Linked DNA regions of Sus scrofa: regions 1 and 3 are each linked to region 2. Evidence: chromatin contacts called from public HiChIP or PLAC-seq and promoter capture Hi-C data. All regions are on one chromosome and are shown on one strand. Each heading gives the region's core, a stretch centred on a gene start, on an enhancer-like site or on the middle of the called end of the contact. The rest is flanking DNA. Distances are from core to core; before and after follow the strand shown.

Region 1 (4,864 bases), core at 1,894-4,393, 50 kb after region 2:
TCTTCCTTGACAGGCCACGGCTCCATCTTCTTGGGTCTCAGGCCCAGCCTTCCTTCCCAGGATACTCTCCTTATTCTCAACTCCTCTTCAACAGGAACGTCAGCCCTCCTGATCGGCAGAGGAGTACTGAGCTGGTGGCGTAATCCAGCAGCCTCCCTGCCTAAGCATAGCTTTTAAAATTGGGGGTTGGTGCTCAGGGGAGGGGTTTGCTATGACCTCATAGAGACTTTTCCAGAGTGGGCACTTACTCTCTCCTCACCCTCATAATCCTCCAAGCTCGGGCTGATAGAGGACTAGAGGCTGGCCCTCCTGGACGTCAGAGAGGAGGGAGCCCTAAATGCAGCCAGCTTCCTGTTCTAGTCTTGCCTGCGAAAGAACAGAGGTTTCTCACATAACCCTATCCCTGGGAGCCGTTTTCCCCTCATGGTCTCACTTCACTTCCTACCTAGTGCTGGAAGGAGATCTGGAGGGGGGGGTCGGACCCCCTTTATTTGTAAAGGGGCAAGGGCTGAGATGTGGTCCCCAAGGGGCCAGAGATCCCCAAAGTGGTCGAGGGTGGCTTAGAAGTGTGAGTTATGGGTCTCCTTGGAGCTTCTCCCCTTCTCTGCCAGCCGGGGCTCAGTGCTCAGTCTCCCTGTCCCCCAACCTAAGCAGCTGTGGGAGCTGTGAGTTCTTTATAAAACCCCACAAGGAGGGGGCTGCAGAGAAGGGAGAGTGAAGGGCAAATGCAAGGACTGGACTTAGCTCCCTAGGTGCCACGGTCAGTTGCTGGACATGGATTTATATATAAATATATATATATATAAATATATATATACCCACTCATCACGGCCATCTTTGTTGTAACCATTTCTGTGTTTATAAATGCATTATCTCTGAGAATTTTCATATTTGATGTTTTGTTTATTTTTGTCCCTTTTTTTTCCCTCCACCCTGTCTTCTGGCCAACAGCATTTTTATTTCCTTTTGTCTTTTTTTTTTTTTTTTTTTTTTTTAAATCATGGCAGATTTCAGAGAAAAGAGAAAATGAAAAAAAAAATCAGGATACCAGTTGTTATAAAGGAATTTAAAATGAAGAAAAAAAGAAAATCTTATGTACAAAACCAAGGGGTGTTTTTAGAACCTTGTGTAGAAATAAATTCGTGTAAAAGGATCAGAGGCAGTGGAGCTACTGATGTGAGTGAGCATGGGAAACAGCTGTTTGGGGAGAGAGTCAAGGCTGGTACTGAGGATATGCAGTAAGAGTGTGTGAATGTGCAGAACGAATGCTGTGTGTTGGGGCTGCGTGCATATCCCCAGCCATGGAGGGGTACAGCTTCCATATTTCTGCAGTGAAAGCTTGGTTTATGAAGGTTTCTACACACACATCCTGTCGTGAGGACTGTGTTGGCCTAATAATGTGAGAACAGGGTCTCAGGCACGTGTCACTGTCAAGACGGCCACAAAACTCCGTATCAAAGAAATGGAAGCACAGCCTCCTGGAAGGAACTGCACTCCTGCCAGAGCATCCCTGGGCTCAGTGCTGCTTCCACTTGGCACATCCTGTGGCACCTAAATCCAGAGGTTTCCAGTGGTGGAGGTCATAACCTGGATTGAAGGACACCGCACAGTTGTAGTGCTGAGGAATAGAGTGTGGTCGGGAACCTGGACTTCAGCCCTGATCTCCCAGCAACCAGTGTTGGCCGAGATGCTTCTGCAGCTGTTAAATGAAGGGATTGGGCTAGATCACCTCCAAGATTCCTTTTTGAGAATTAAAAATCTTTAAGCACTGAGAAAGTTGTGGCAAAGTTCCCGCATCTGACAACGTGGCTATCCTCTGTGGGACTGCCGGGCCTCTGCTCATTACCTGGCTGCATGCGGGTAGGCAATGAAATAATACCTCTTAATTTAGGGCCTGGGCTCTTGTGTGGGCGTCCAAGATGGTCCCACTCTGTGGTGTGACACTAATGAATGTATCACAAGTGACCAAACATGCAGTGTTAGCTTCCTGAATATTTACTGCTTTTAACCCTTGTTCTCACCAACAGTCAAATTGGCACTGATAGCCCTAACTTCATCGCAGGTATTACAAACAATCTCCTCTTTTTAAGGTTACACTCACACTCAGAGTAACAACCAATGAGGTAGGTAGTGTGAGGTAGTCATTTTATAGAGATGCGCACAGATTAAATTACCCAAGGGCCTGCTGCTTGCACTTAAGAGAGAAATCTTGTAGATTTCATTGCTGTTATCTTACCACCTGGTCAGCAGTAAGTCTGGGATTTCACCTTGCCTCTTTTTTATATATTTGATCTAAATGATGAGGCTGAAAGTGTTTGACAACCTGCCACTTCACATTGCTAATTATCAAGAAGGTGTGAATTGGGAGCGACAGCGATCTCCAAAGCACTGTCTTACTAACACTCCGGTTCCGGTTCCCAAGTGTGGTGCCAGCCTGTCATGCACTTGGTGGCTTTTCATCCTGACGAAGAAGCATTAGCTGTCGCTGTGCCGTAGCGGACCAGGGTGATAGCTGACATCCACCTGGCCCAACTGTGACAGCTGCGTGCCCCAATCCTTTCAGAATCATGGGGCTGGTTAACATCCTATAAACCCGAATAAAAAGGGAGACCAAAACAGGGGGGCAAGGCCAGAAGTACTATGTCACTTTACGAGTGAGGAGTGTGACAGGTGAGGAACCCTGACATAACACGTGGAGTCCTAGCTTTATTGTGTGAGTAGCTCAGAGGTTATAGATAGTGAGTTGTTTCCACGTTAAAAAATAACCTTAGGGAGCTGCTGTTTGAGCGAGTCAACAGAAGTGCGGAGGGTTTAAATCTTGCCCCGCCGGGGGCGCCTCCCTAACTCCCTAAGAAACTAGCGACTTGGGAGAAGGCACCTGCGCAGGTCACATCCCAAGAGACACAAAAATTCTCCGGCTGCTGAAACGGGCTATTTGCGGACTAAAAGCCTGATGAAAAAAGCTTCCTCGCCCTCACGCCTGCACGTCCCCCGCCTGGAGGGAAAGGAAGTGCAAGTGAAAATGCAAAATGGCGCCCCCGGCCGCCGCCGGCCCCAAGCAACGCCGGCCGGCAAAAGACGAGGGTCGGCGGTCGGGCGCTCGGCGGACGCGGCCAGACGGGCGCTGTAGTGAGGCCGGAAGTTCCCCTTGTGAGGGCGGAAGGACTCCAGGCCGAGAAGGACAGCTTCGAGACCTGTCGCCTTCAGTCACTTCCGGGGCGGAGCGGAAGTTGCTTTGTTTTGCTTCAAGATGGCTGCGGGGATGTATTTGGAACATTATCTGGACAGTAAGAGCAGACTGAAGGAGGGGGTCAGGGGTCACAGGGGGGTGGGGGTGTCGGAGCTGAGAAGCTCTACGGCCCCGAAGTCCGGGTGGTCAGAAGGTCACGATTGTAAAGGGTTGCATGAGAGGAAATAGTGGAGGGTGTGTAGAAGGAGGGGGCGGGGCAGCGGGGCCGAGGCCTCGCTCTGGGGTGTAGACGGGGGAGGGGCTGCGCGGTGGGGCTGGGGGACGTCTCTTGAAGGGCGGGTGGGCCTAGTCGGGAAGATCCCTGCTGCCCCATCTTCAGAGTCTCCGGCCTCAGGATATACGTTTTCCTCAAAATCATTCGGAAATTAGTCATTTTAGTATATCGCCCACTGCCTTTTGGAACAGCGACAAAGACCTGTTCGCGGCTCCTTCGCCCAGTTTTTTCGCAGAAGTGGCTTCTCCTGGGGATGGGAGGGTAACGAGTGACCACTGTCATATGATGAACTGGAAGTCTGCTCTTGGAGTAAAGATCCCGTTCCCATCCAGTGGAAATCTGGCGTTATGTTGATGCCATTTGTGTAAACCACTCCTCCACAGAGCCTGTCATCCACTAAGCGCTTACATTTGCCTTGGTGTTGAGAGTCATTCATTCATTCTTTTATTGAGGTCCTGCTATGGCTCAGATATAATGGCAGGTACTGGAGATATACAAGAATGAGTAAAACACAACCCCTGTCAAGTGGTCATAGACTAGTAGGACACAGATTCTGTTAATAAATAATTGTAAAACAGTGAGACAGGTAAAATAATAGAAATATATTAAAAGTTGCTAACTCTGGAGAAAAAAAGAGCTAATTACCTGGGGATGTAGGTAAAGCTTTGTAGAGGATGTGATGTTTGAGTAGAATCTTGAAGGCTGAGTGTTTATTTGCCAGTTGGAGAGGGAATCGCAGGTTGGGGAAAGCAGCAGCTAAGGTGTTACGGGTTTGTGGCAAGGTTAGGCAAAAGTGAGGCCAAAGTATTTGATATACAGGACCCTAAGTTGTAAGATTGGGAAATAAGACTGGAGAAGGGGGCTGGGGCCAGGTTGTGCAAGGTCTTTTAAGCCAAGCCAAGAAGCTTGCAGTTTAGTGAGGAACCAACAGATTTTCTGAATAGTGATTATTTATTTATTTATGTTTTGGTCTTTTTCCAGGGCCTCACCCATGGCATATGGGGGTTCCATATGATTAGAGCTGTAGCCACCGGCCTCCGCCACAGCCACAGCAACGCAGGATCTGAGCCGCGTCTGCAACCTACGCCACAGCTCACGGCAACGCTGGATCCTTAACCCACTGAGCGGGGCCAGGGATCGAACCTGCAAACTCATTGTTCCTGGTCGGATTCGTTAACCACTGCACCACGACGGGAACTCCTGAATAGTGATTTTTTAATAAAGGAAAATAACTGATATATGATAACTTAGAGCATAATAACATTGGTAATGTAGAGATCGGTTAGTGGTAACAACCCTGGTCAGAGATAAGGATCCGATCCGAGAGAGTGACAGAGTATTTGCGCATTAACTATAACAGGACTGACTGAATGACTGAGTGGTTGAGAGAAAATGAAAAA
Region 2 (4,730 bases), core at 55-2,554:
GGGAGAGAACAGAGCATGCCAATTTCACAGTCAGTTATTCCATTTGTACCAGACTTTACTTTCCCATAATTTCATCTGATTCCTACAAGAGTGAGGGATTGTATCAGGAGCATTTTTTTAAAAGAGAAAATTTAGGGCCTAAAATTAAAGAAACCTGATCAAGATCATATGATTATTAAGAGCTATTACACTGATAGAGACAGGCTGGAATCAGGTCTCCTACTCTGAATCGCAGGCTCTTTGTTCAAAAATGAAAAATACTCAGTTTTACAGATCATTCATCCTCAAAGGGAAACTAAGAGGTTTACTTGCCTACTTATTTCTGCAAGCTGTTGGTTAATTATTACCATATTCTTGTTTAACTGTATGGTCATGGGGTTGCGAAATAAGCCCGGGCCGCCTGTTCTCAAATTCAAACTTTAGTCAAGCTGCCCTGTGGGCTACCCAGGTCAGGAACCCACCTCTCTAACATTAGGCATATCCAGCAGTTCCCCAAACACGTAGACACCAGGGGCCTCCAGCACCTGGTGGATGAGTGTGGCCAGCGCTGCCCCCTTGGCCGACTTCGCCAGGAGCAGGAATTGCTCCTGGTTCTGCCCTGTCACCTTCACCTCCGCACTCATGGCTGCACTGAGCTGGGGGGACCTGGGCTCAGGAAGTCTGGAGCTGCAAGGAAAGAGAATGTGAAGGCGAAGTTCCTTGAACAGGGGAGGATGAAAAGCACAAGAGATAAGGGCTGGACTGGAGACACTGAGCCACTTTCGCAACAATAAAGTTCGCTCTATCTCGCAACCCAGAGATCGAGCAGTCTAACATCGGACCTAGGAACCCTAAAATCGGGCACTTTGAAGGAAGCCTGGCTAAAATCCGGCTGCCACGCCCACCTCCCCCAACCCTGGGCCTAACCTCAAGCCCCACCACGTGCACCCCAATGAACCCCAAGGCACAAGTCGTAGTGGGGGAGGTGATGTCACATAGTATCCACCGGGACGACGCTCCCTCAAATCCACAGTACCCCGCAGGTGCCCCGAACCACGTGACCTCACCCTCGCGATCCTTCCACGTGGCTCCGCCCCCTCCCTTAAAGAGGCCGCCCAGGGACCGTGGGCTCCCGCCGACTGCCTCGTCGTACTCTGGGTCAGACTCCGCGGGCCGCTACCTGGAAGCTTCTTCTTCCAGCGCACTGGGCGGGGCCACCGCTCCGTCACCTCCGGCAGCTGTTCCCAGCCTTTCCTGCCACCTCCCTGCACGGTCGCTCTGGCCCCTAAACTCTATGGCTGGCTTCCGGCCTTACTTTCCGCTCTCACGGGGCGGGTTTCAGGCGGGACATGCTCCGTCCCCGCCTCCGACTGATGAAGATCCCAAGAGCGACGCAGGCGTTCTGCTCTCTGATTGGCTCTTGCGGAAAGAATGACGGGCGCCCTTTCCTCGGCTTTGTTTCAATAAAACTTTATTGGACAAGCGCAAGAGGCTGTTTGCAGAGGGAACTCTTGGCGATAGCCTGCTACCGGCTAGTTCTGCGTCAGCTTCAGGCTGGCTGAGGTCTGAAAATTTGTCAGAGTTCCCGAGGCAAGAGAAAAGCTGTAATCGAAAGAGAGGGGGATTTAAAAAAAAGAGAGGGGAGTTCCCGTCGTGGCGCAGTGGTTAACGAATCCGACTAGGAACCATGAGGTTGCGGGTTCGGTCCCTGCCCTTGCTCATTGGCTTAAAGGATCCGGCGTTGCCGTGAGCTGTGGCGTAGATTGCAGACGCGGCTCGGATCCCGCGTTGCTGTGGCTCAGGCATAGGCCAGTGGCTACAGCTCCGATTTGACCCCTAGCCTGGGAACCTCCATATGCCGCGGGAGCGGCCCAAAGAAATAGCAGACAAAATAATAAAAAATAAAAAATAATTAAAAAAAAAAGAGAGGGACATAAGGAAAAAGGTGGTGTGAAACGAGGAGGAGAGAGGGAGACCATAGAAGTTGAGCTGCAGAGATCGTCTCATTTTTATTGCAACCACTCATTTTTTTGGAGGAGAAAGAGACAAGTGTGGAAACGGTAAATAGTAATAGCTAACACGTATTGAAGGCTTACTGTTGTTCAGGCATCTTTTAAAATTAAAATTTGACCCATTGAATTCTCATAACTGTACAGTGTCTCCATGGTGTTTCCAGGACGCCATCTCTCATGTTTGCAAATGTACTGAATGATGCATTCCTGTACATTAACCCTTTTGATTCCTGGAGAAGGAAAAAAAATCCTAGCTGCAGGGAAGGCATACATTGAAGCTCATAAAAATCCAGAGTTTTGGAGTTCCCGTCGTGTCGCAGTGGTTAACGAATCTGACTAGGAACCACGAGGTTGCGGTCCCTGCCCTTGCTCAGTGGGTTAACGATCTGGCGTTGCCGTGAGCTGTGGTGTAGGTTGCAGACGCGGCTCGGATCCCGCGTTGCTGTGGCTCTGGCATAGGCCGGTGGCTACAGCTCCGATTGGACCCCTAGCCTGGGAACCTCCATATGCCGCGGGAGCGGCCCAAAGAAAGCAAAAAAACGAACAAACAAACAAAAAATCCAGAGTTTTATTTGGAGCCCATGTCTATTCGAGCCTGGAGCCATCTTTCCAATTTACCACAATACTTTAGGGGGCAAAAATAAACAACTAACCTTTTCGTAGTGTTTTGTATCTCCTACCAGGCTTACAGAAGGTTAAATCAGAGCAATGTTAATGATATCTTGGAGGCACTTGTATGAGGCACTGAGCTAACAGCTTTACCTAATTCATTTGATGCGTGTAAAAAGTCCATTATTATTTCCATTTTCCAGATGGGAAAAGTGAGGCTCAGAGAAGTGAAATAATTTATATGTAATGGAAAGAGGAGAAAGGGAAAGACGTCGTTAAATGAAGAGAAAAATCAGAACTGGTAGGCTGCTGGAGCTATTGCTGAAGGGACTTTAAGCTCAAAGTTTATTTGTTGCTTTTTAGGGCTGCACATGCAGCATATGGATGTTCCCAGGCTAGGATCCAATCGGAGCTGCAGCTGCTGGCCTACACCACAGCCACAGCCACGCCAGATCTGTGAACTACACCACAGCCTACAGCAACACCCGACCCTTGACCCCCTGAGCGAGGCCAGGGATTGAACCTGTGCCCTCATGGATGCTAGTTGGGTTCTTAACCCACTGAGCCACAATGGGAACTCCTCCACCATAGTAAGTTCAGTTAATATCTATCATCTCATATATATATATATATATATATATCAAAAAAAAAATTTTGTCAATGTGATGAGAACTCTTAACTACTTTCAAATCTGCAATACAACAATGTTAACTAACCACTATACCATACATTATGTTGTATATTACATCATTAGTACCTATTTATCTTATAACTGGAAGTTTGATACTTTTTTTTTTTTGTCTTTTGTCTTTTTAGGGCTGCACCCGTGGCACATGGAGGTTCCCAGGCCAGGGGTCTAATCGGAGCTATAGCTACCAGCCTACACTACAGCCACAGCAACACCAGATCCAAGCCACATCTGCGACCTGCCCCACAACTCATGGCAATGCCGGATCCTTAACCCACTGAGCAAGGCCAGGGATCAAACCCGAAACCTCATGGTTCCTAGTCGGATTTGTTTCCACTGCACCATGACGGGAACTCCTGGTACACTTATTTTTATTATTTTCAAAAATTTTATGGAAGTATAGTTGATTTACAATGTTGTATTTCTGCTGTACAGCAAAGTGACTCAGTTATACAAATATATTCTTTTTAATTTTCTTTTCCATTACAGTTTATCACAGAATATAGAATATAGTTCCCTGTGCTATAGAGTAGGACCTTGTTTATCCATTCTACATATAATAGTTTGTCTCTGCTAATCCCACATTCCCAATCCTTCACTCTCCCAACCCCCTCCCCCTTGGCAACCACAGTCTGTTCTCTATATTGTGGGTCTGTTTTTGTTTCATGAACATGTTGATTAGTGTCATCCATATAAACTTTAGAACCCGTTTGTTGATATCCCTACAATAATTTCCCGCAATTGTGGTTGCAATTGTATTGAGTCTATAGGTCAAGTTGGGAAGGAAACTGATTTTTTTCTTTCTTTTTAGGGCCACATCTGCGGCATATGGAAGTTCCCGCACTAGAGATCGAATTGGAGCTGCAGCTGCAGGCCCTGGCCACAGCCACAGCCTCAGCAATTTGGGATCCAAGCAGCATCTGCAGCCTATGCTGCAGCTTGCAGCAATGCTGGGTCCTTAACCAACTGAGTGAGGTCAGGGGTAAACCTGCATCCTCACAGAGACAACCTGGGGTCCTTAACCCAGTGAGCAACAATGGGAACTCCAGGGAAGAACTGATGTTTTGACCATATCTTTTTATCCAGATATGTGGATTGTTTCTCCCTTTAATTAGTTCTCTGATTTTATTTATCACAGTTTTGTAGTTTTCCTCATAGATCTTACACATGCTTTGTTAAATTTATACTTAAGAATTTCACATTTTGGAGTCGCTCAATGACATTGTATTTTTAATTTCAAATTCCACTTGTTCATTGTTGGTTTACAGTAAAGCAGTTGACTTTTATATATTAACCTTTGGGAGTTCCCGTCGTGGTGCAGTGGTTAACGAATCTGACTAGGAACCATGAGGTTGCGGGTTCTGTCCCTGCTCTTGCTCAGTGGGTTAATGATCTGGCATTGCCGTGAGCTGTGGTGTAGGTTGCAGACGCGGCTCGGATCC
Region 3 (4,476 bases), core at 1,461-3,960, 35 kb before region 2:
GGTGTTGGTGTGCAACTCTGTGTATCTGATTCCATGTGGATGGAAGTTTTCTGGGTGAGTAGATCACCCTGGGAGGGTGTGTCCTTTCTGGAAAGGGGGGGGTTGGATAGGAAAGGGGGTTGGTGTAGGATGGTTGGCCTAGAAGGACACTCAAGTCCTTTCTCCCTTTATGGGGAGCACAGAACGCAGGCCCCCTTTCCCTTCAGCTAGGTTTCTTCACGCGACTTCGCTGTCCTCATTTCTTTTCCACATGGCCAGTCTGGCATTTCTACTCCCTGGTGGGCTTTCCCCTTCATCCTGGGCCTGGAGAGCCAAGGGGTTGTCAGCTTCTCTCTGGTGGCCCCAGTACCAGGTCTGTGCGGCCCTGGCCTGAGTTTCCCACCCAGACAGATGGAGAGGGAGGGAGAGTAAGTGCCAGGGAGGGAGGGAGACTAGCAGAGGCCAAAGTCCAAGGGGCCAGGCCCTCTCCTCCCCTGTCCAGTCCTGTCCTGTCCTTCTGGTCACTGTCCTTCCATGATCCCTTTTCCAGGAGGGTATGTGACCTGGGCCTTGTGCTAAGCAGCTCTCTGGCCTCATTTACCCAACACAGGCACACACACTGACACAGGCTGACACCGATTCACACACACCGCTACCGAGGGGCGCTGAAGCAATCCAGAGACACATGGCCGGGTGTTTGGGCGTGCTGGCACACACTCTTGAGACAGCACTAGAGCACAGTGGAGCCACTCGGCACTCACAAAGCAGCAACATGGCTCCAGAACAGCTACGTCTCCACATGCACACATGTAACTGACACGGGCAGTCCCACACACTCGCTGGATTTCAGACATACAAAGACACCTACTCAGTGAAGTCACATGCCACCGCACAGCCAGCCCACCGGAGGGCCGCTCAGCACACCTTAGCGCTCACGCGGAACCCCTCTCTCTCACTGCCTTAAACCCCACTGGTTCCCCTTTTCACTTCACGGCCTCCAGGAGACCTCTGTGGCCTCCCCAGCAACCGCCCCCACCCAAGGTCGGGCTCCCCGCCCCCAAACCCTGGCCGAATTAATTTCCCCAAGCAACACTCAGCAGGTTCCCTAGGGAAATTAGAGGAAGGCTGGAAGAAAGGCAAGGGCGAAGGGATGGGGCCAGGGAAGGAAGCTGATGAGAGCAAAGGCGGCGCGATGCAATGCCATGCAATGCTGAGCCTCAGCTTTTTCGAAGGCTATTCCCGGCCCCCTTTTGGTTTTTAGGAATTCGAGCTTCTCTAAGTGTGGGAGGGAGACGCGGAGGGCTATGGAGAGAAAAGAAAGCTGAAGGCCAGAGGAGGAAGGAACGGATGTAGATGGAAGGAGAAAACAGAGGCAGTAGCTCTCGGAGATAAGCAAGAGCCGGTCGGGCCTCGAGGGGAGGGGCCCGCGAGGAGCAGCCTCCCGGGAGAGTCCTGTTTACACTGGACGCAGGCTCTCAAACCGCTTAGCAGAGGAAAGGTGAGGTCAGACTGGAAAGGGAGACGGGGACCGGGCGCCGGAGAGGGGCGCGGGGGAGGGGGCATGGCAGATGAGACGCGCAGAGCTCCGACGGACACCGGCTGGGGTGGCGGCGAGCGAGCTAGGGCCGGAGAGGGGTGGGGACGGCACCCGGCCGGAGCGGCCAGGCCGGGAGCCGGGTGCGCGGCGCTCGGGAAGCTAGAGGGCGCTGGCGCTAGGCGCGCGGCGCGGGGTAGGCAGCGCCGGGCTGGGGCGCGGGGGGGAGGGCGCAGCGGGGTCCGCCGGGACCCCGAGCCGGGGCAGTAGTGTGGGGCCGTCTGGGGCGGCCCGGGGCGCACGACCGCGCGGAGCCCCGGGGGCGCGCGGGGGCCAGGCTAACGCCGGCCCCGCCCGTACCTTGGCGCTCAACTCGGCCGCTGCCTCCACGCTCTTCTCCGACATGGTGCCGGGGCCGGGGCCGGGGCTGGCGGGGAGCCGGGGTCCCGGGGCCGAGATGGAGAGGCCCTGGACGGCGGAAGGTGGCCGCGGCCGGAACCTGGCGCGGTGGCGGCGGCGGCGGAGACAGCGGCAGCGGCGGCCGCTGGGCAAGCTGGGGCTCTGGAAGAGGCGGCAGAGGCGCGCGGGGTGGGGCGGGGGTGGGTCTGGAGCGGAGACCCGCAGGGCTGCGGCCGTCCAGAGGGCGGGCGGAAGGGCGGTGCGGGCGGTGGCCGGCGCGCTCCGGCCGCGATCGCTAGGTCCTCGGCTCGCCGCCCCCGCACCCGCAGAGCTGCCGCCGACCAGCCGCTGCCGCCCCCGGGCAGGGAACCCGCTTATAAAGCGGCGCTGCCCGACGGGAGGGGCTTCCCAGGGGTGGGGCAGGCGGGAGCGGGGAGGAGAGGAGAGGGGAGGGGGATGAAAGCGGAGGTTGGAGAGGTGGGGATAGGAGGATGAGAGCAAGGGGAGGGAGTGCGCGAGAGGCGGGAGGGAGGACTAGACCAGGAGGGGGAAATGGAGAGACTGACGGTCGCGGAGAAAGGAGTGGGGCGAGGAGGTGGGGAGGGGTGGGGTTCCTGCGGGGAGGGACCTCTCCTAATCCCGACCTACTGCCTGCGAACGTGGAGCCCGACCCCCAAAAGCCCTGAGATTTTGCCGAGGGATGGGGTGGGGGGAAGCGGATGGAAAGGCCGGGCAGGTATTTGAGAAACCAAAAGCCTAAAGAGGAGGAAGAGGGCGGGAGCCACTTCCACTTCTCCCTGGATTTCCCCTCTCCTGCCTCTCGGTTCGCTGGGTGGCCTTGAGAGGGATTAGAGAGCAGAAAGGGCAGCCCACCCTCCGTCCTGCCCGAGGCTGACATTTGTGTCCCCTGCTGGGTTCCTCCCTTCGCGGCTCTTGCTTGTGATCTGAGGAGGGGCCGAGGCTCTCCAGCCTCCTTTCCACCTTCGACCTTTCTTATTTGCCCGGCTCACCTCACTTTTCTTTGCCTGGTCCTTCTATTTCTCTTCATTCCTCTTTATCCATTTCTATCTCCCATCTCTCTTCTTGTCACCTCTTCTCCACTTCTCACTTGCCCTCTCTGCATGCCACCTCTGATGTCTTCCCTCTCTTTCCAGACAACATAGTTCCTGGCTCACCTGAGTCTGTCACCTGGCCCTATATCCTTAGCTGATTTTCCTCAACCCTTCTTCACTCCTCTCCTTATTTCCCACATTTTCCCTTTCTTGATGTTTCTCCTTCCTCTGCTGCCTTCTTCCCAGCCTTTCTGGAGTGTATCTGTCTCCTTTGCTGGGGGTTCCAGGCCACTCTAACCCACACACCCTCGGCTCCTCACCCACAGTCTCAGTATCTTTGGGTCATTTTGAGAAGCTTGCTGTTTCAGGAGGGAACCGGAGCTAGGGTGTGTGACACAGGTCTGGAAGGTGGATGGGGCGGAAGGCTAGGGTTTGGAAAAAGATATCTTTGGTGCGTGTGCGCTCCTATATTTGTTTATCATCAGTCTTCATCTTTGTATCATTTTCATCTTAATAAAAAAGACATAACTGATGGATCATCACCATTTCGTCTCGGGGTGCCCCTACTGTCTTTTGGTCCCTTGGTGTACACACTTCCCAATTTCTCCTCTGACTCCTCTCTCAGTTTCTCAGTCTCCATCTCCTCAAAAATCTTGGCGCCCCACCCAGGCTTTTCCTTGGCCAACTATGTCCATCTTTCTCGGAGACCTTTCCATCTCTCTGTCTCTCGGACGTACTCCCTGATGTTTTTAGTGATCTCTGACCCTCTCCATCTCTGTACTCTTTTGCTTCATTTATGTCCCTCTCCCTCCTCCTTTAACCTTCCCCCCCCCCCAGTCTCCCCGTCTGGCTCCCTCCCTGTCAGTCTCTTTCCTCTCCCTCCCACCCTCCTTTCCTCAGTGCCCCCCCCTTCTCCACCTCCCAGCCCCGCCTGCTGTCTCAGGACACCCTGCTGGGCTCTTACCCTGTTGCCCTGGTAACCGCCCCCCACTCCGGTCACCTCCACTCCCCTCCCCCCCTCCAATCACCGCCACCAACAACCTCCATCCACCTTCCTCCTATTTTTCCTGAGAGCCAATAGAAACCCTGTTGCCAGGTGGAATGCTCATTTGAATCAGCCAATCCAGGAGCCTAACTGCTTGCCCTGCCTTATATGGGGATTTGAGGAGGGCCACTCCCCCCACTCCAGCCCCACAGGGGACCAGCCCCTCTACTGTCCTTTCTCCCCGCCCTGGAGAGAGCCTGGGACCCTCCGTCTCACCCTTCTATAAGGGTCTGGCCTCCCATTTCTCTAACTGGGACCACCGGGGTTAGTGTGGGATGTGGGCTGGACTGTGGGCAGGGCCTCAGGGCCGGGGGTGGGAATGAGGTGTGATTAGGGAAGGGGAGGCGGAGGGAGCCGGGAATTTTGCCCAGGGAGGGGTGTCTGGGAGCGGAGGCAGCTGCAGTGGAAAATTCCAGGGAGATGGAGCGGCAGAGAATGGGAATCCTGCCCCAAGGCCCAAGGGAGAG

What was found. Promoter capture Hi-C pulls out the DNA fragments that hold promoters and counts their contacts. HiChIP or PLAC-seq counts read pairs in DNA pulled down with a chosen protein or histone mark.
Region 1: a contact with region 2 is called in an H3K27ac HiChIP or PLAC-seq map of alveolar macrophages. The contact joins the promoter of ING4 here to the promoter of COPS7A in region 2. A contact is called at or near these places in 3 of 47 Hi-C or Micro-C datasets (heart right ventricle and liver) and 1 of 2 datasets of contacts at active chromatin or transcription factors (alveolar macrophages).
Region 3: a contact with region 2 is called in a promoter capture Hi-C map of liver, with 4 times the contacts expected there. The contact joins the promoter of PTMS here to the promoter of COPS7A in region 2. A contact is called at or near these places in 1 of 5 promoter capture datasets (liver), 5 of 47 Hi-C or Micro-C datasets (embryonic fibroblasts, liver and skeletal muscle) and 2 of 2 datasets of contacts at active chromatin or transcription factors (alveolar macrophages and skeletal muscle).

The regions. Positions count from the first base shown.
Region 1 is chr5:64,024,646-64,029,509 of Sscrofa11.1, forward strand. It overlaps ING4 (inhibitor of growth protein 4), which reads left to right and starts at 3,144. Exons shown (of 8, transcript XM_021092419.1): 1 at 3,144-3,287. The coding sequence starts at 3,251. ZNF384 (zinc finger protein 384) reads left to right here. Exons shown (of 12, transcript XM_021092415.1): 12 at 1-1,153.
Region 2 is chr5:63,976,166-63,980,895 of Sscrofa11.1, forward strand. It overlaps COPS7A (COP9 signalosome complex subunit 7a), which reads right to left and starts at 1,305. Exons shown (of 8, transcript XM_003126528.5): 1 at 1,160-1,305; 2 at 462-666. The coding sequence starts at 623.
Region 3 is chr5:63,939,402-63,943,877 of Sscrofa11.1, forward strand. PTMS (parathymosin) reads right to left here and starts at 2,711. Exons shown (of 5, transcript XM_013987418.2): 1 at 1,874-2,711. The coding sequence starts at 1,918. It overlaps LOC110260751 (a long non-coding RNA gene), which reads left to right and starts at 2,693. Exons shown (of 2, transcript XR_002344121.1): 1 at 2,693-4,476.